Regions from separate parts of the Mus musculus genome. Here all the other regions are linked to region 1. The links are chromatin contacts, called in public ChIA-PET, Hi-C and promoter capture Hi-C maps. All regions are on one chromosome and are shown on one strand. The core of a region is the stretch at or near the end of the contact, and the rest is flanking DNA. Distances in the headings are between cores, read along the strand shown.

The links. Promoter capture Hi-C pulls out the DNA fragments that hold promoters and counts their contacts. A called contact is a pair of places that touch in the nucleus more often than the background predicts. ChIA-PET counts read pairs in DNA pulled down with a chosen protein or histone mark. Capture Hi-C pulls out chosen DNA fragments and counts their contacts.
Region 2: a contact with region 1 is called in an RNA polymerase II ChIA-PET map of effector CD8 T cells, with 10 read pairs. The contact joins two enhancer-like sites. A contact is called at or near these places in 6 of 39 promoter capture datasets (the 3T3-L1 cell line, cranial neural crest, hippocampal neurons and 2 more), 2 of 484 Hi-C or Micro-C datasets (regulatory T cells and short-term hematopoietic stem cells), 14 of 115 datasets of contacts at active chromatin or transcription factors (acute myeloid leukemia, astrocytes, bone marrow-derived dendritic cells and 10 more) and 1 of 9 other capture datasets (adipose tissue).
Region 3: a contact with region 1 is called in a promoter capture Hi-C map of liver. The contact joins two enhancer-like sites. A contact is called at or near these places in 1 of 39 promoter capture datasets (cranial neural crest), 2 of 115 datasets of contacts at active chromatin or transcription factors (embryonic stem cells and large pre-B cells) and 1 of 9 other capture datasets (liver).
Region 4: a promoter capture Hi-C map of adipose tissue shows a contact between it and region 1. The contact joins two enhancer-like sites. A contact is called at or near these places in 4 of 39 promoter capture datasets (cranial neural crest, frontonasal cranial neural crest, second pharyngeal arch cranial neural crest and 1 more), 7 of 115 datasets of contacts at active chromatin or transcription factors (the 230-238 cell line, astrocytes, bone marrow-derived macrophages and 4 more) and 2 of 9 other capture datasets (adipose tissue and pancreatic islet).
Region 5: a contact with region 1 is called in a promoter capture Hi-C map of liver, with 2.4 times the contacts expected there. The contact joins the promoter of Lpar6 here to the enhancer-like site in region 1. A contact is called at or near these places in 3 of 39 promoter capture datasets (cranial neural crest, liver and second pharyngeal arch cranial neural crest), 4 of 484 Hi-C or Micro-C datasets (B cells, Sertoli cells, bone marrow-derived macrophages and 1 more), 8 of 115 datasets of contacts at active chromatin or transcription factors (the 230-238 cell line, DN3 thymocytes, bone marrow-derived dendritic cells and 4 more) and 4 of 9 other capture datasets (adipose tissue, embryonic stem cells, liver and 1 more).
Region 6: a contact with region 1 is called in a promoter capture Hi-C map of liver, with 3 times the contacts expected there. The contact joins the promoter of Itm2b here to the enhancer-like site in region 1. A contact is called at or near these places in 4 of 39 promoter capture datasets (the C10 cell line, liver and pre-B cells), 3 of 115 datasets of contacts at active chromatin or transcription factors (the NIH/3T3 cell line, embryonic stem cells and large pre-B cells) and 1 of 9 other capture datasets (embryonic stem cells).
Region 7: a contact with region 1 is called in a Hi-C map of B cells, with 13 read pairs. The contact joins the promoter of Med4 here to the enhancer-like site in region 1. A contact is called at or near these places in 2 of 39 promoter capture datasets (hippocampal neurons and pre-B cells), 1 of 484 Hi-C or Micro-C datasets (B cells), 4 of 115 datasets of contacts at active chromatin or transcription factors (astrocytes, embryonic stem cells, large pre-B cells and 1 more) and 1 of 9 other capture datasets (adipose tissue).

What each region holds. Positions count from the first base shown.
Region 1 is chr14:72,601,702-72,604,401 of GRCm38.p6, forward strand. The region is part of intron 3 of Fndc3a (fibronectin type III domain containing 3A); the gene reads right to left. Among named protein-coding and RNA genes, the nearest start is that of Fndc3a, 110 kb to the right of the region's middle. Within about 2 kb of position 1,415, at least 368 of the 459 cell types and tissues checked have an H3K27ac peak or open chromatin away from gene starts, as enhancers often do. A contact at or near this core is called in the 230-238 cell line, B cells, DN3 thymocytes and 18 more, where this site is marked.
Region 2 is chr14:73,288,810-73,291,509 of GRCm38.p6, forward strand. The region is part of intron 4 of Rb1 (RB transcriptional corepressor 1); the gene reads right to left. Among named protein-coding and RNA genes, the nearest start is that of Rb1, 36 kb to the right of the region's middle. Within about 2 kb of position 1,317, at least 25 of the 459 cell types and tissues checked have an H3K27ac peak or open chromatin away from gene starts, as enhancers often do. A contact at or near this core is called in effector CD8 T cells and regulatory T cells, where this site is marked.
Region 3 is chr14:73,400,029-73,402,728 of GRCm38.p6, forward strand. No RefSeq gene overlaps it. Among named protein-coding and RNA genes, the nearest start is that of Itm2b, 16 kb to the left of the region's middle. Within about 2 kb of position 1,308, at least 91 of the 459 cell types and tissues checked have an H3K27ac peak or open chromatin away from gene starts, as enhancers often do. A contact at or near this core is called in liver, where this site is marked.
Region 4 is chr14:73,256,965-73,259,664 of GRCm38.p6, forward strand. All of the region lies in intron 17 of Rb1 (RB transcriptional corepressor 1), which reads right to left. Among named protein-coding and RNA genes, the nearest start is that of Lpar6, 20 kb to the left of the region's middle. Within about 2 kb of position 1,372, at least 22 of the 459 cell types and tissues checked have an H3K27ac peak or open chromatin away from gene starts, as enhancers often do. A contact at or near this core is called in adipose tissue, where this site is marked.
Region 5 is chr14:73,236,459-73,239,158 of GRCm38.p6, forward strand. Lpar6 (lysophosphatidic acid receptor 6) reads left to right here and starts at 1,433. Exons shown (of 1, transcript NM_175116.4): 1 at 1,433-2,700. The coding sequence starts at 2,143. The region is part of intron 17 of Rb1 (RB transcriptional corepressor 1); the gene reads right to left.
Region 6 is chr14:73,383,916-73,386,615 of GRCm38.p6, forward strand. It overlaps Itm2b (integral membrane protein 2B), which reads right to left and starts at 1,374. Exons shown (of 6, transcript NM_008410.3): 1 at 1,095-1,374. The coding sequence starts at 1,211.
Region 7 is chr14:73,508,742-73,511,441 of GRCm38.p6, forward strand. Med4 (mediator complex subunit 4) reads left to right here and starts at 1,308. Exons shown (of 7, transcript NM_026119.3): 1 at 1,308-1,444; 2 at 2,414-2,480. The coding sequence starts at 1,320.

The DNA.
Region 1 (2,700 bases), core at 165-2,664:
TTTCAGGCGATGCACCCACACTCCCATCTCAGCCTCCACAATGCTAGGATTACAGACATGTGCCACTGGACTCAGCTCACAGTTTACTTTGATAGCTGCTGGAACAAGTCATCATTTAGTTTCACAAAGGACTCCTTTATGACGTGATCACTTTGACTACTTAAGTAAATTTTCTAGTTCGGAGGCAGAAATGCCACACAGTTAGATTTTAAAAAGATAATTTATCAGTGCTATGTACATTTATCTAAAATAATGGTGGGATATATTCAACACTGAACACAAACCTGCCACACCCCCAATACATAGACAGTAAACACAAGTACTGATATTCAGATCCACAATGCTGGCAGCACCATGTTGCTTGTCCTGCATCAAACTCTAAACCCTGGACACTCACTGACACAATGCCTGACTACCTCTCAGGTCCAACAGTACTTTCTAACTCAGAAAGTTCTAGAAAATTAACTGCAAACTGTCTTAAATTTGTATGCAGCAAAGCAGACTGTGTCCAGGGAAGAAGCAAACCTGTTATAGGAGTACATAACATGTCCACCTGGCACAAGAAAGCTGTACCTGAACAACTGTAGCTACACCTAACAGCTCCTTCAGAATTGACAAGCTTTAGGCAAAAGCTACCCCAAAGCAGAGTGATTACATTACTGTTAAGGGCCTACTTATTTTTAAAATCTGCAAAAGTGGGTACAATTCTGTTTGTCATTTGCCTTAAATATGAAAAACTTCCCATCCCAATTCTTAAAGGTACCATCAATGATTTATACCTAGTTCATTTTACCTAACATAAACTAAACCTATCGTCTTTCTTAATCTACCATTCATATTCAATTTTTTCTTTATTTCTTTTAGAAAAAACCCAAAACTACAGATTTGTCTAAGCATTTAAAATTAAATAAACAACGGACTGCTGACTGCTGACTCCTGCCGCACACAATGGCTTCCAAATTACCTGATGCCAATTTTCTGATCAGTCTTAAAAGAGAAAAGACGAAAAAAATCAAGAGGCCAGCCAGAATGGGGCATGCTATGAGATTTAAAATCACTCTAGCTCATAGAGTCTACAATTTTCATAACCACATAACAATATGTAGTATTTCTAAAGCGAACAGATTTGGCACTAAAAACACACAACACGGCTTTAGGTTAATACAAAAGCTTCCTATGTTTTCAAATAAAAGCGAATGTTCAAAATCAGCAAATCTTACCACTCATTTTGTTTCTACAGGAGCAGCAGCCAGCGAACAAGAAAACCCAACAAGGAAACGGCGTAGTACACGTTAGCAGCTTTAATTGGAGAACAGTTTCGCTTTTTTTTTTTTTTCCTCAAAGCTGGTAAGAGGAAAAGATCCTTTGACCGAGTCACGTGACCGGTATCACATGACCCGCAGTGAACCGGGAAAGACCGGGAGAGGAAACAGCGCAGAGGGTACGCTGGGGCGCTACTGAAACAAAACACTTAAAGGCTTCTTCAGCTGCTTTCCTGACTGCAACGCGTTCTGCCTTAAGAGCCAAAGTAAACCCTAATCAAAAGAACCTGGTGGATAGGCACGCGATGGAAAACCATCCTCTTTGTGTTCGCGGTTTGACTAACGCAGCCTGCTGCTTTTTCACATAGAAAGATTGGGGTAAAATGAATTCAAAGCCTTGATCCAAAATATGAGTGTATAGTTTGTGATCATTTCATGCTCGATACTCAAGCTATGCCTATAACACACAGAGAATTGCCCACACAATAGAATTAAATGACAAGTTCCTTACAGGTGGAATATATTTCAGGCTTGTTTTGTTTTTCCTTAAAAGCTAATGAAGGCTTCTGCTTTTATAGTCAGTGTACTTTGTTTTTAGTGATTATTTTAAAAATAGAACTTACTCTTGACATTAAGGAAAGATCCTTGGTGGATAGTATTCTTAAAGCAGGAATGTGAAAAATACTCAGTTAATTGAGGTGAAAACTTATTCTTTTGGAAAAAAAATACGCCCCGTAAATTACTTAAGAGGGCATATAAGTTCAGAGGAACTTTATCAACTGCTTACATACACAAGCAATGGCTGGGATCTGTGACACGCACCACAGTGGGGAAGATGGATTTGGGTACTAGGTGATACTAAAAGTTAAAATGAGCTCCGATACTTACTAGCATGGCAAATGTACTACTATTGGGCTCTGTCTCCTGTGGAAAGGTTAAAATGATCAACCTCAAAGCACTGTTGCAGAATCAAGTTAGACAAACTAGTACATGAAATACACTGTTTAGGACCTCTCAGTAACTGATAGTTATTGTAAGTAAAAGTATGATCGCTGACTCTCAAAACTAAAGATTACACAGTGAGACGAACCATGTGGAGTGTCCTACTTGTTAACGCAAACTGAGGTATCATTACTAGAGAAGCTGAGGCAGGAGCAGATAAGTAACTTGAGGGTACATAGGCAAAGGCAGGGTTGCTTCATATAATCACATGTTAAAGGCCAGGCCCTATTTAAAGGCCCAGTGTCTTTCCTGAAGAAGAAAAAAAAAAAAAAAAAAAAAAAAAAAACCTGGCAGGACACACCCCTGGCAACTTGACTCAATAAAAGCAAGTCAGAGGCCAGAGGAGAAGAGACACTGGTTTAAAGTGGAAAAGGGTAATAGCTGACCTTTTATTCCATTATGAATGCATTTCCCCTGAGGCTGTGGGATGGGCGCT
Region 2 (2,700 bases), core at 67-2,566, 690 kb after region 1:
TGCAGCATGAGTCATTAGCCTTCTAAAAGAAAGTTAAAGTATATCTGCTTACTACAAAATGCCATCTCATATCACCATGTTCTAAGATAAAAGAACCGGCTTCTGTCACTCACTGTTAAATCAAAACCAATGACCAGACCAGACTGTTAGCTCAGTGGGTAACTAACCAATAAGCCACATATATCTCTATAGTTTACCCTATAATAAACAAGCTTTGGCATTGCAATCTTCATACTCCAGAAAACTGTACAAGTAGAATGGGAAACGGAAACCTTGATTTGATTCAAAGCCACCAACTTAATTAAAGCTAAATTATTCCAAAAGACTAGTCAATAAAAATCTTAAGTTACAAAGTGCAGGGCAGCCTTGTAAGGCCAAATCAGACTATGCCATTCCCCAGTGTAAAAGCACTCAGCATTTCCACTGTGCAGGGCACAGCTAGCTTGCTCCTGCCCAGCCCCCATCCTACCTTCCATACATCAGCGCTCAAAGCACATCCAGTCACTGTTTTGGTGTGCACATGCTCAGCACATGCCTGACACGCCCAGTTCCTGTCCCCACTCATTTTTCTGGATACATTTCTATTTCTAATCCCTATTCAGAACTTCCTCCTTCTCTTTTTCCTTAGTAGAAATCAACAGTACCGCCTTCTCACCTAGCTAAGATCCATGACGTACTGCATCATTTCTACTTAAACGCGGTACTCTTCAATCCAGCATCACAGCCATTACTGCATTTTCACGTGGACATGTTGTGGCATGTGCACATGTACACATGTATGTGGAGGCCTGAGACTGATGTCAGGGATATTAAATTGTTCTTTCATCTTATTCTTTGAGGGCAGGATCTCTTGATCAAACTCAGAGCTCATGGAGATAGCAGGGTACTAACAGTTAATTCTTTTTTTTTTTTAAGAATTATTTATTTATCTCATGTATGTGAGTACACTGTCGCTGTCTTCAGAAACACCAGAAGAGGGCATAGGATCCCATTACAGATGGTTTTGAGCCACCATGTGGTTGCTGGGAATTGAACTCAGGAACTCTGGAAGAGCAGTCAGTGCTTTTAACCGCTGAGCCATCTCTCCAGCCCCTAACAGTTAATTCTTGATGTAGCTTGTTAATTTGATTACAACAAAACAGCTGACATCATACATTTTCTTAAAGTATATTCCATAAACACTTCTTGTATGAGATCTTAACTGATGTTAAATGGCATTATGGTTTGTGGTTTGAATGTGAAATATCCCCACAAGGATCACACTTGAGAAAGAGAGTCACCGGTGGGGTGGGGGTGGGAGTTACGGCTTTAATAGCCAAAACCCACTTCCTGTTCATGCACTCTGCTTTCTTTTGAGGGATGCCATGTGGTCAGGAGCCTCCTGTTCTGCCACCATGCTTTCCAGGTCTGCTGCCACATCTTCCTCACTGTGACAAACTGTATCCCTCTGGAACTGTAGGTCAAAGTAAACCCTTTCTCCCTTAAATTGTTCCTGTAGGAGTATTTTATCGCAGCAACAGAGAGTAACTAAGGCAAATGTAAATATTAGTCATTTAGAAAATGCTTAACTCAATCAAACTTCTAAATATCGTGCATTGCCTTGGTGTTTTGTGACTGTCTAAGAGGGAATACAATATGAAAATACAGTATTATGCAGTGTTTTCCAAATAGACAATGTCTTATTTTCTTCTTTAAAAACCTAATAAATATTTGGGCCTGTGAGATAGCTGAGTGGGTACAGATGCTTGCTGCTGGGCCTGGCAATATAAGTTTGAAACTGAGACCCACGTGGTAGAAGGAGAGAGCCAACTCTTTCAAGTTGCCCTCTACTCTTCACAACTGTGCTATAGCCCACATTTGCCCACATACACACACACACACACACACACAAATTAAAAGCTATCATGAAAGCACTATTTATATATTATCTCAATTAAAACATTAACAGGTGTGTGATGGCTATACTTGATCATCACCTTGACCTCATCTGGAATTAACTAAAATTCAAAAGTCCGTTATCTTTAGGAGGAGAAAACACACCTTTAACCCAAATCTAGTCTGGGTCACACCTTCTGCTGGGAGTCTATATAAGGGAGAGGAAAGCTTTTGTTCTTTGCCTGCTTGTCCTCCCCTTGCTAGCAAGTCCATTCCTTCATTGCCACTAGAGCCTACTTCAGGATCCCAGCATATGCTGAAGACCAGCTGAGACATGCAGTTTTGTGGACTGAGTGCATAACTACTAGATTCTTGGACTTTCCATTCATAGTTAACCATTCTTAGATTAGCTGGACTGCAGCCTGTAAGCCATTCTAATAAATTCCCTTTGGATATAGATCTAGAGATATAGATACAGGTCCATTCTATGAGTTCTGTTACTATAGAGAGCCCTGACTAATAGGTACTCTCATTAACTTGATTTAGACATTAGAAAACTATGTACCCAAGTTAGGTAACTCATTTATCCAAGATTACATAGTATATACTCAGGATCAGGTTAGAATGCAGACCTGAGTGACTGCTTCTCCTCTAAGCTCTACTGTAACCCCCTTCCTTCTCTCTCATAGATAATAGCTACTGTTTTTGATAGAGAACAAGAAGGATGGATGATGAGCCTCTACCCTCTCTGTTGTAAGGGCACCTTGTACTTGATAATACAGTAAGGCATCTATGCATATTTACTATGAACAGCTCATTGGGAAC
Region 3 (2,700 bases), core at 58-2,557, 800 kb after region 1:
CAACACAGTTGAAGCAGAATGTTCCTCCGTGCGGCTGCTCCTCTGAGGGAACTTTTCTCAGCCAGCAGGGCCAGGGCAGGAGGGAGCTGCGGAAACCTAACAGACACAGAGAGAACCTAAACGGAGGTTTTAGTCTCACGCATCCTGTGCCTTTTTTTTTTTTTTCAGCTGCTATTTTAAAAACTAAACATTACATTTGTGGTTGAATTCTTTTCCAGGTTTAAGAAAAGAAAACAATATGATCGTGAAAAGAGAAGAGTTTAGATGGAGTTAATGACCTTGCAAATGCAGACTCTTTTCTTCCTTGGTTTAAAAACAAACAGGGGGAAAAAGTGGTCAAAGAGCAGGGGAAGGCCTTTGTCTGTCTGGTGTCCTGAGCTGGACCCACAGTGAGCCGAACAAACAGACCTTATCTCACGGAAGCCCAGCAAGCATCCCACCCCCACCCCCACCCCCACCCCTGCCCCCACATCCCGCCCCCCCAAGCCTGGCCAGCCCAAGGGACGTCTGCTTTGCTGCACAATCATATCTTCTGTTAATTGGTGTCTGAGGCGATTTTGCTTACTCTTAAACTTTATTAAAACTAAACTATTTTCATAATCTTAATAAGAAAAGGAAAGGAGTTTTAATTAGAAATGCTTTAGACTGTTTTATGTGATTGTAACAGAATACTTGAAGTCAAGTAATTTATTAAAAGAAAGAAAGAAAGAAAGAAAGAAAGAAAGAAAGAAAGAAAGAAAGAAAGAAAGGAAGGAATTAAGAAAGGGAGAGAAAGAGAGAGAGAAAGCAAGCAAGCAAGCAAGCAAGCAAGCAAGCAAGCAAGCAGGGTAGCCCTGACCATCATGGGTGACACGAGATTCTGTCTTTTTTTTTTTTTATTAGCTTATCTATTATGTATACAGGGTTTTGTCTTATGCCAGAATTGGGCATCAGATCCTAGTATGGATGGTTGTGAGCCACCATGTGGTTGTTGGGAATTGAACTCAGGACCTCTGGAAGAGCAGCCAGTGCTCTTAGCCTCTGAGCCAACTCTCCAGCCTGTGACCTTGTCTTTAAAAAGAAATGGGTGTGTTGGCTTATGATTTTGGAGGTTGTGAAATGGCATCTATGTAGGTTTTGTGCTCTGTCATAGTGTGATGGGGCAGTGCACAAAGAGAGCAGGTGTGGATGAGAGACTGGGTCCCCTTCTCATCTTATGATGAGAAAATCATCATCCCCGCAATCCTGTGTCCATGACCTATAACCCCAGCTACATCCCTACCTCGCAATCCTGTGAAAAAAGGAAGTTGAAGATCGCTTCCCACACAGTAGCATTGGGGAGACACATCCCAACCTCCACAGAGAGCCAAGAGTTTCCTTGTGGCTTTGAAAACAGTCTTACTGCACTGCTGGTCCAAAGAATACTTTGCTTTGGTGGTAGATGGCACAGGAAGCCCTTTCCCCATCCCAGACCCTGCTGTCATCACACAGCATGTTGCTACAGGCTCCTGCTTCCCAGATAGCCCAACCCAGAGGTGAAGAGTGAACCTGAGCAGAGGGGCATCTGGTAGACAAGAGATTCTTGAACTTCATTAGGAAATTAGTCAAGATAGCCAGGAACAGAGATATGGCTGTAATCTTAGAACTCGGGAGGTTGGGGCAGGAAGAGCTCAGCTGGGGCTGCATAGTGAGCCTGTCTCAAGACCGAGAAGAAGAAACATTTACTTCAAGTGGAGCATAACGGGCACCAAGAGGTGTGTTTCCTTTACCAGCAACAATGTGTCATAGATAATGGTGTCCTTCCACTGAACTGGAAGACAGGGAAGGCTTCAGGAAATCAGCTACACTCTTCTTTTTCTCTTTTCTTTCTGTTCCATTTTGTTTTTTGTTTTTTGTTTTGTTTTTTCCATAACAGGGTTTCTCTGTATTGCTGGCTGTCCTGGAACTCACTCTGTAGACCAGGCTGGCCTACACCTCAGAGATCCTCCTGTCTCTCCCTCCCAAGTGCTAGAATTAAAGGCGTGCGCCACCACTGCCCAGCCATCTGCTACATTTTAAGCTTCCCGGTGTGTTGCTCTTCAGCACCATGACAGTTTTCTATCACTGCTCTAATAAATCATCATAAGTGTGGCTGGAAAAAAAAAAAACAGAGAGCTGTTCTTACAGAGTTGGGGGTGGGGGTGGGGGCACAGAAGTCACAACACTGTATCTCCCCTGAGATCAACATTTTGAAGGAACTGTGTTCCCTACAAATACTTCAGAAGTGAAGCTGTCCCTCCCTGCTTTCAGTTTCAGACAGCTGCTGACATTGTAGTTTGCGGCCATTTATTTACTTCTTGAAGCAAAGGCTCACGTAGCTAGGCTGGTCTTAAAGTCCTGATCTTCCTACCCCTGCTTCGCAGGCGTTGGGATAGCAAGCATGCAGCCCCACATCCTGCTGTCATTTCCAGTGTGTATGAACCCAAGTTCAGGTCCCTAGCTCACCACAAAGCCAGGGTGTGGCTGAGGAATTCCTTCACTAAGGAAGGTGGGGCCAAGAAGCCTAACCAAACCCCGTCAAGCTCCGGGTCCAGTGAATAACTCTGTCAGGGATAAGACAGAAAATGATTGAGCAGGATACCTGATGACCTCCTATGGCCTCCAAAGATCACCACCCCCATGAACACGTATATACAAATAGCACAGAGCAAACAATAACAGCAGCAACAACAAAAGCAGTAC
Region 4 (2,700 bases), core at 122-2,621, 660 kb after region 1:
AAAACTTCTAGAAGCTGAGCATGGTGGCATGCTTATAATCCCAGAAGCTGGGATACAAGGCAGAAAGACTGTTCTGAACAATGACTGCAGCACAAACAGGTTACAGGAGACTCTGCCTCAAAAGAACCAAAAAAAAACAAACACACAACAAACAAAAATCAGAGAGAATAGAGGAGTGGGGGAAGGGACAAAAAGGAAAGAGGAAGATGAGAGACAGAGAAATGAAATATTTCAAATGTCTCAAAGAAAGATTATTATCCAACTGATGACAATAAAAACCCAGATCAAGATCCAATGATGCACTGCCTTAGGGCGATACGCATTCACTTGAAGAAAATGACACAGATAAGTTACAAACTAAATAAAGGGAGAGAGAGCCATATCGCTATTAACGGAAGAAAGCTGAAACACGTTTCCTACGTGAGACAGCTGTTGCACAATGTATCACCAGACAGAGCATTTTTCATAGAGATTAGCAACTCAGACAAAGAACATTACAAGTTTAATTTTTCCAGGCCTTTAGCCTCTGCCCACCTAGGCCCCTCTGCACAGAAATCTTAGTTCCTTGTTCACATTGCTCCTTGCTACACACGTCCTGCCTGGGTGGCTCTGACCCTCTCAGTCTCTTAGTTCCTGAATCTCTTCTTTGCAGAGTCTTCATCTCCATTCCTATTCAGTCTGCTCTCTCCTGAGATCATTTGTGTGAATATAAAAATGCCTGTTTCTTAATATTACACTGAAACTTTTCATTTTTCTGTCAATCACGTCGTCACTTCAAATGTCACCAAACATTTCTGCTGATATAAATCTATACTTCATTAGGCTCCATGCAGGTACAACTTCCAGTCTTGACCCTAAACTCACTGGCAAACACCCTCCAATCCCTGGCTGCACTGTTGCTCTACTGCACCTCCATAGCTGTACTCCAAGGCCTGACTGCACCTAATAACTACCTTTTCTAATCTTGCAAGATGATTCTGAGGAAAGAATGCCATCATACAGAGCAGTGGTACAACTGCAGAGAATTCGTTTTTGCCCTCAAAATGGCCTGGAATTGTGCAGGGCAATTCTTTTGTCCTTCGCCAGTCCACTCCACTCTCTCTATCAAGTCCCATAGTAACACCTGCCAATCGTAAGCACCCTCAAACTTTCAGTGCCACTTCAGCCTCTCCACCCCAGCCATTTTTATCAAATAAATAAATAAAAAAGAAAAGCTATTAATTGGAGACCTCCTCAATTTCCTGCCAGGGCAGACTTACTTGCAGTGTTTCCCACTTTTCCCATTTGCCACAACAGTATTTTGCAACCCACATGCTCTTCTGAAATGTGACCTTGATTCTCTTTAAACAGGAGGTGGCATCTGTTTCCCCATCCCCTCAAGTTGGCAAGCACTGTGACTGTTTTGACCAGCATGCAATTTCCAGATGTGGTCCTCTTAGAAGCCTTTTGGCGGCCAGCTTCTATGTCAAAGTGTGCCTACTCTAAAACCAGATGCTCTGAGGAAACACAGCACTCGTATTAGACCAGAGGCTAATGGGGTGGGATGCAGAGCCAGGAAGAATCACGTGTGAGAGGGTCAGTAACACCTAGGCCCAGCAGTGAAGGGATCTCAGCGGCAGAGCTACTGGCCCAGACTGCTGTACCACAGGGTCAGACAGCAAGTACCCTGTAAGCTATTCCCAAAGCCTGTCTTTTCACAAAATCATGAGCAACATAAAACAACCATTTGCACTACCACTTCCTAGCAATAGAAAACACTGTAGTTGTTGTTGTAGTTGGTTTTTTTCCCATAACATTACATCCTCTCTCTTCAGGTTTCTTGTTTGTTTGTTTGGTTTGTTTTGTTTTTCAAGTTAGCCCTGGCTGTCCTGGAACTCACTCTGTAGACCAGGTTGGCCTTGAACTCAGAAATTTGCCTACCTCTGCCTCCCAAGTGCTGGGATTAAAGGCATGCACCACCACACCCTGGTCTCTCTCTTCAGTTTTAAAAGACAGTCTTTCCTGGGTTGGCATTGCCATAGTGGTGTGCCACTTCTGCTCTCTGTACTCTTAGCTCACTGTGACTACTCCATTTACTAGTCCTCTCTATTCTTACTATGGACTTCCTTGCTGCTAGAGTTCTCAATCCTTCTGGATGCTTCTACCGTGTCTGAAGTAGGCATGCACTCCTTGAGACCATACACTCTCCCACTCATGCTTTTAACTCCTCTCTCAGTGTTCAATTTCACTTTCTTTTGTAGTTGGAATATTTTCTTTCCTGTATATCCTTTTGATCTTAGAGCTCCCTGGCCTTCTATCTGTAGCCTTCTTTCCCCAAATTACATTATCTCCTTAATTGATATTACCTATTTTCTAAATAGGTACTCAGCCTTGGACAAAGCACATCAGGATTCAAACGGAACCTCTGCCACTTAGCTTGTATGGTCTGGGGAAATATAACAAGCTTCTCTAGGTATTCATTTCCTCATCTAGAATATTACCACTTGGTAGACTACTATCAGAATGCAGTGATCAATTTTTAAAACTGTAGTAACATTCAGAAAGTACTTACCAAACTGGCCAGCATAAGATAATTTGGCAGTAAAGATTGGTAATGTTTATTATATATGTCTGGTAGCTTTCACATTCATATTCCTAGCCTGAGATTCTTTCCTAATCTCAACTCATACATACAATTGACCTCAATTTGAATGGCCTAAA
Region 5 (2,700 bases), core at 183-2,682, 630 kb after region 1:
CATTGGCTGTTTTTCCTAAGGTCCTGAGTTCAGTTCCCAGCAACCACATGGTGCTCATAACCATCTATAGTGAGATCTGGTGCCCTCTTCTGAACTGTAGGTGTACATGCAAGCAAAACACTGTATACATAATAAATCGTTTTTTAAAATGACAATAAGGAAACTTAAAAGTGGATCACTCAAATTTTATATTTTTCCTAAAATAACTATTAACAGAAAAGTTTCTTCATGGAGAAGAAAATGTTATTAAGTGTCCCTTTTTTCATTACTGCACTCAAAGTTCCCATCTTCCAATAGGAACACATTTGCATCTGTTTTCCACACCAAAACCAAAGCAAAGAAGTTCAGACCCTCAATCTTTACCGCCTATAAGACTGTATTATTTGATCATAGATGACTTCCTAATCAAAACAATAAAAAGATTATAATTCACCATCAAAAGTAATCAAATTTAAAAGGTATAGAACACATGATACATGCTCTTAAGTATACATCTTAATATGTAAACTAAGGTGTCTATAGAGAAACTTGCTCTGAAATGCCTTCACTGACCCCAAATGAAGGGTTTCAGCTTCAAATTTAGAGATGAAAGTAGATCTGGAATATACCCCAACACACAGCCAACATGTAAAAGAAACTGAAGGGAGAGACGGAGGAAAGGAGAATAAAATCATGGAAACTACATTTAGACAAACAGTAGAACTGAGATTCTCTGCTGTAAGTTATTTCAATTAACTCAGAAGGGGGGAGCCCGTTTTACAAAGCACACTTTCCCACTATGCTTATATTAAGTTGTGGGCAAAAGACTGACACTGTACTAAAAGTAAAAGTTTTGGAGTACTATTCTCACTACTGAGTTATAATCCTCCGGGGGGGGGGCATACTTAATGTAGTCTTTGGTGTATTAAAATTGAACTAGCTCTAGAAAATTAGTTTCAAAGAAAAATGTTAGAACATTATTTATCAAAAACTAAAGAGATCCAGGATTAAAGCTACTCACAATCATGCCAATTAAGTTAAATGCTGGAGAGCAATTAAAAAACACCAGATACTAAGAGAAGCAGGACTGCCTGCCTCAGTCAAAGGCTTTATATAAACTCTTAAGGTTCTGCCTTCAGGCACAAACAGTTCTTTAATGTGCCACTCATATCGCCTACATTTCAATTTATAAACATATATACACCCATCTGCATTTTATTTCTTTAAAGAAGGCAATATCCCAACTACAAGAGCAATAGAAGAGAAAGAATCTACCTTATGTTTCTTTCTTTCTCTTACTTATTACTAACTAAAGCAAATCAAACCACTTTGGAGAAGTTGTCAGAATCCCCGGAAAGCATTTTGGCATAAAAAGAGTTAACACCCAACTCAGCTGGGCAGCCAGTGACCATTTGCAAGCCTCCTAGGTACATTCCCAGCAGACACATTATCAGATTAAAGGAACTGCAAACAACTGGGTTGAAGCCTTCCTTTGTCCAAACCCAGCCTCTTCTTCCTGTGATGTCATATTACAAATCTGGGAAGGCTTTCTTGCTCACTTCAGAGACAGCCCATCTCACAATACAGCTGGCAACCTCCGAAAGGCCTCTCCATTCAGCAAGCGCGAACATGCTTAGGAATTTATCTGGGATCCCTTAAACGACTGCCTATCGCCGTCCGGAATCAATGTAGAAATACAAAGTTTGAGAATAAAAAGAAGGAAGAAGTACCCGAGGACGACGGGCGGACGGACGCACGGCGAGTGTTTGTGACTGAAGTAAAGCTGGTTTGGACCCTGGCGGCTGAAGCACAAGTTTCCACGCGGACTGGTCTGGTCCGACTTGGAACAGTTTTTCCTTACACTTTCAGCTTTATGGGTTGGCTTCCTTGACTGCATTTTCTGTCAGTTAACTAAACTCCAGACTCATGGATTTTCTCGACCAGAAAATCAGACTATTTTCCTGAATAATCTACTAGAAACTTTTACGGAACACATTTCATGTTTCCTTTGAAGAGTTAAGAGAAGAAAGTATTTGTAAGAACAGGAAAAGAAACAAATACTTTGCAAATAAACTGGCTGCTGCTGTGACCACATCTGAATAGCAAAGGCGATCGATCAAGCGCTGCGGACAAAAGGCCTCCTGTAAGCTGCACTGCCTGACAATGGTAAGCTCCAATGGCTCCCAGTGCCCTTATGACGACTCCTTTAAGTACACTCTGTACGGGTGCATGTTCAGCATGGTCTTCGTGCTTGGGCTGATATCCAACTGTGTTGCGATATACATTTTCATCTGTGCCCTCAAAGTGAGAAATGAAACTACAACGTACATGATTAACCTGGCAATGTCAGATTTACTTTTCGTCTTTACTTTGCCATTTCGGATTTTTTACTTTGCAACACGGAATTGGCCATTTGGAGATCTACTCTGTAAGATTTCAGTAATGCTGTTTTACACCAATATGTATGGAAGCATTCTGTTCTTAACCTGTATCAGTGTAGATCGATTTCTGGCAATTGTCTACCCATTTAAGTCAAAGACTTTAAGAACGAAACGAAATGCAAAGATCGTTTGCATTGCTGTGTGGTTCACAGTGATGGGAGGAAGTGCGCCTGCAGTTTTCTTTCAGTCGACCCACTCTCAGGGGAACAATACCTCAGAAGCCTGCTTTGAGAACTTTCCAGCGGCCACATGGAAAACTTATCTCTCCAGGATTGTGATT
Region 6 (2,700 bases), core at 124-2,623, 780 kb after region 1:
AAAATCAACATGATGTTTGCTTTTAGCTGGAACGTTTCCAGAAAACATGTCCAAACAGCCCAGACTGCTATTATATATCCAAAAATTTTATAGGGTATTAGTGGCCTGTTTCTTTACAGTAATTTTCATTAGATCATTAAAAAACAAACAAACAAAAACAAAAACTCTCCTTACTACTTGTACCATGGACACAAACGACTGATTTTAAGTCAAAACTAAAATTACCCAAGTGACAATAGGTATTAAAAAGTGTTAGTGAAAAACGAAGCAGCACCCGCTGTTAGTATTCATAGGTATCAAATGTCAGAAGCCCTAAAAAGGCAAAAAGAAAACTTAGGCAAAAATTATATTTATATTTAAAAGAATATTACTGTACATCACTTTTAAAAATTGAATCCAGTGACAGCATCACTCAGTGCTAACCGGGGATGTGGTAACACAAAGGTTACCTATTTTGTAGGGATGGGAGCAAATTCCTATGTTTTGGTTCCAGTTTCACTTATTCAGAAGTACCCACAAAGAGGCTGATAAAAGTCAACTGTTGGGTTACATGGGAACAGCCACAATAGCAATTACTTTCACCTGGAATATTTGTTACAATAATAAAATCACCAGCCAGAAACTACTCCCAGTATACTGTTGTCTTCTCTCTCCAGACCCCAAGGTGTTCACCTGCCAACACCGAAGGCCATTTGTAGGCAAGGGAGTTTGTAAAAGAAAAGGGCTTTTAAAAAATGAAGATGCTTACAGTTGCTGGACTTAGTCCAAGTGCTGTTCAGCCTAGAAACGAAAGTAGGAAACAACAGAGGTTTAGGCTTGTTATGATGTCAGCCATTTTAGGCACAGTATTTATACTGGAAAAAAAGTGCCAAACTCGGTGGTGGCGGTGCCTGTCGCTGCAGGTTCCCGGGCTACCAAGCCAAGTGCAAAGCCGCGGGACCTCGTACACCTGTGCAACTGTCCCCTCGGGGGTCGCCAGGGCCAGGACCCCGCCCCGCTCGCTGCACACACACACACCACGGTACCCGGGAGCGGAGGACCGTCCGGGAAACCGTCCCCGCCGCCGGGACCCCGCCCGCGACCCCAGCCAGGACCTTGCAATCCACCGCCACGGCATCCGGAGGGACGATGAGCGCCTCCTCGCTGCTCTTGGGCTCGTCCTTCTTGGCCTCCTTCTGGGCCAGCGCCGAGTTGAACGTCACCTTCACCATGGTGCGGCCTGGGGCGCCCTAGGCGGCGACGGCGAAGGCTGGGGTCGCGGCTGGCAGGATCCCGGCTGCGAAGGCAGCCTTGTCGGCCGAGCTCAGGGCACGACTCTGCAGCGGAGGAGCGGACTGCGCGACAGCAGCAGCGGCTCAGTGCAGCGCGGTTTCCGGCCTCGCAGCTGGGGCGCGGGCGCAGGGCGGGGGCCCGGAGGGGCGGGGCCTTGAGCGGGGCGGGGCCTGGCTTCACGCCAGACCCTCCCTGGTTCCCCCCACCCCCACCCAGGACTCAGCGGGAATCTGGCCAGGCTTTGTGGAGGGCGCGCCTGGTTGAGCTAGGACTTGTTGCCCCTCTGGGCTGCCTGGATTTTCCGGTTCTGAATTTGCTTCCAACTAGTTCTCCTCAGGGGCCCAGTGTTGCAAGTTGATAAGAAAATGGGGTGAACTCTGTCGGTTGGCTACGTAGGATAAGTTAACTTCTGGTAGCACCAAATTCTCTTTGATTGTGAGCCCAAAGGCCATGGAATTTTTGTGTGAGAAAAACAAACAAACAAACCCAAAAGCTCCGTTTAATCATTTATTAGTAAGCGACTTAGTAGAGCATAGGAATATTTGAAGCACTGTGTCCTAGTGTCCTGGTGATCTGACTTATCTCCCACAGACCTCACCCTAAGGTGTTGCCTGGTTGACTAAGCTGGTCTTTTCTTCCTCCCTCAGAGGTCAGTTCCTGCCCAGCCTAATCTCAAGCCAATGACCAGGAACCCTCTTCATCCATTTGTATTCCTAAAATTCTAAACTGGTAAAACAAAATGTACCAACCGAGCTCATTTGTATAAGCAAGCCAAAACAAAACAAAACAAAAAACCATATTTGCCTTAGGCCAATCTGTGATTTGTGACAACGTACTTAGGACAAGTTCTTATTTTTCTTCAAAATAAAAAATTCTCCTTTTTTGAAGAGGTTTTTGCTTCTGGTTGACAGAAGACATTGGCCCACACACTGGGTTTACAGCCATGTCTCCAGATGGTCCTTTGGTCAAATGACTGATCCTGTAGCCTTCTCCATATCCTCTCCTTGTCCACCTACAGGAGTGTCTGTTGGCCAGAAGGATTCTGCTGTGTGAGCTCTGGCCTAGGCCAACCTTGAAGACAGCAGTTGAGACCAGAGTTCTTGAGCCCCTGGCTCTATTCAAGGAGGGAATTATCTTTATTTCTTTTTATTTTTAAATATTTAATTTTTATGCCTATGATTTTTTTTTTTTTTTTTTTTTTTTTTTTTTGCCTACATGTACCTGTGCCTAAGGAAGTCAGAAAAATGAGTCAAGTCCCGTGGAACTGGGGTTACAAATGGTTGAGAACCGCCATGCGGTTGCTGGGAACCAAGCCTTGGGTCTTCTGGAAGAGCAACAAATGCTTTTAACTGCCGAGCCGTCTCTCCATTCCCATATTTCTATTTTTGCCTCTGGGACTGAGTAGGACTCCGTTTCATGAAAGAGAAG
Region 7 (2,700 bases), core at 58-2,557, 910 kb after region 1:
AAGATATACAGGCCTAAAGATGAGTTCCGAAAACCAAGAAGGTAACCCAGCTAAATGCCATCTGATAGGGGGTACGGTTAGCACATACAGGAAGTATTATTCAGACTTCAAGGGAGGGGTATTCTGGCACCTATTCCAATGTACATGAACCATGATAGCATTATGCTAAATGAATCAGCCTGCTATAGGGGCTCAGCATTCAGTAGGCTGTAATGAGAAAGTGAGTTCCTTCTTAGTTTAGGACTAGTTTACACAACAAGATTCGGTCTGAAAAGAAGGAAAGAAAGAAAGAAAGAAAGAAAGAAAGAAAGAAAGAAAGCAAGCCAACCAAACAAAGCCCAAATCCCCCAAAACCAAAAAATAATAACAAGCAAACCCCCAAGCCCCAAACTAGAACATGTGATTCTACTCATTCAAAATGCATAGAATAGCCAGACAAACAGAAAGTACAGTGTGGTTTTCAGGAACGGGAAGTCAGACCTTCATGAGCACACCTTTTTTACATTTTACAAGTTGAAGAGTTTTGGGGATGTTATTTAGCCGCAATTTTTTGTTTGTTTGTTTTGTTTTGAGACGAGGTTTCTCTGTGTAACCCTGGCTGTCCTGGAAGTCACTCTGTGACCAGGCTAGTCTCTAACTCAGGAGATCTGCCTGCCTCTGCTTCCTTGAGTGTTGGGATTAAAGGCATGCCTCACAACTGCCTTGCTTAACAGCAATTTAGTGGCAGTGAACCCTACACATACAATGGTTAAGATACTGAATTTTAGTAGCGGGGCATGGTGGTACACCCCTTTAACCCCAGGACTCGAGATGCAGGCAGATCTCTTGAGTTCGAGACCAGCCTGGTCTATAGGCCAATTATATGTATTTTGCTACCAAACAACGGAATGGGGAGGGAAGAAAAGATTTTACTTCCTGCTCTAAGTTTACTACAACTTCACGAGAGACCAAACTTGATGGCTGGGATTTTATCGGAATACAGACAAAATAGAAGTTAATAATTATGTAATTTCCCCAGTTTAAAAAAAAAATCTTTTGTTAGAAGCCTTCCACTGATGCTGAGGAAATAAAACCCAGGAGACTGGGAACTGCATCTCTCATCCTGGGTCCGGTTGGAGCATGTCAGATTGGAACGAGTCACAAGCCCTCCTTTGCCCTGTAGATGGCGCTAGAACTGTAGTGCACCTCCAGGCACATAGGCGGCGCTCTAGCCGGACCTCTCCGTCCCGACCTCTATTACTCTTCTTTCCTTCTTCCGGTTCCGCCCCTCCTGTGGCTAGCTCACACTGCGCATGCGACGGCTGGTGGTCAGCGGGGCGATGGCGGCTTCTTCAAGTGGTGAGAAGGAAAAGGAGCGGATGGGAGGCGTTTCGGGAATGGCCGGCCTTGGCAGTACGCGAGAGCGGCTTCTGTCTGCGCTGGAAGATCTGGAGGTCTTGTCGAGGTAACCGCGGCCCGGGAGCCTGCTCCGGCCGGCTCGGCTGTGGGCGCTGACTTGGGTAGGCGGGCTTGGGAGGCTCCGTTGGACGTGGGGTCTAGGGCCTTCGGGGGCTTTGGGCCGCATTTCCCCGCCAAGGGGACATCTCAGTCACATGACCTGGAAACCAAGGCAGTCAAAACTTTAGTAGCCGGTAAGAGGGGCAGATCCGAGCCCCCTCAGTCATTGACACGCAACAGACATTTAAAAGCACGCTTCCCCCCAGTAGTCAAGGGGAGGCTAGATGCCAACACGAAGGAGCCCAGGGTGACAGGAGAGACAAATGTGTTAAAACGCTATGGACCAGATTTCTAAGGGTTGAGCCGCAGCCTCCTGCAGTCCACCGATGGGATTCCTATTCTGGTGGTAGCAGGGCACACGTCCCCAAGAAATGGGCTGCTAGTCAAATCAGATTTGTTAGGCGTCTGATAGATAGCCCATCATCTGAAAAAGCCTGGAAACATCAGGCAGGGCACAGTGGGGTTGGCTGGTGTGTGGCCGAGATAGAGTAAATTGGATGTCACACTCCACATCGTCGTGATAGTCTTAAATCTATCAGTTGAAGTCTTATCAAGGGAAGGCAGCCATGGCCACCGTCTTACAAGAAAACATAATTTACACAAATGGCAGCACTATTGGCCTACAGACCTACATAGTTGAGTCAGGAGGTTTTCTTGTAAATCACAGCTGAGTCTTTATCACGTGCAGTTAGCCAGCGAATGCTGAAGTGTTTGTAGTCACCATGAGAGTCCAGCATGTTAGGAGGACCATAAACCCAACAATCGGTTGGGGCAGGGAGCAATTTAAACAGTTTCTTTTGTGTTTCTACTGTGTTATGAAAAGGTTTCACTAGATATCTGAGGCTGGTCTGAGTCCTCCCAAACACTGAGTTTACAGGCAAGTATCACCATACCGTGATGGGTGTTTTTCTTTTAGGGAACTCATAGAAATGCTTGCAATTTCAAGAAATCAGAAGCTATTACAGCTGGAAGAGGAAAACCAGGTAAACTTTTTGTTGTTGTTTGTTTGTTTTTTATTAAAAAGTTATTAATGCCGGGCAGTGGTGGCTCGCACCTTCAATCCCACCACTTGTGGGGGAGTGGCAGGTGGATCTCTGACTTCCAGGTCTACAGAGGGAGTTCTAGGGCAGCCAGCACAGATAAACCCTTTCTTGAAAAAAAAATAAGAGAGATAAGTTAATGTTTGAAAGTTCATATTTATTT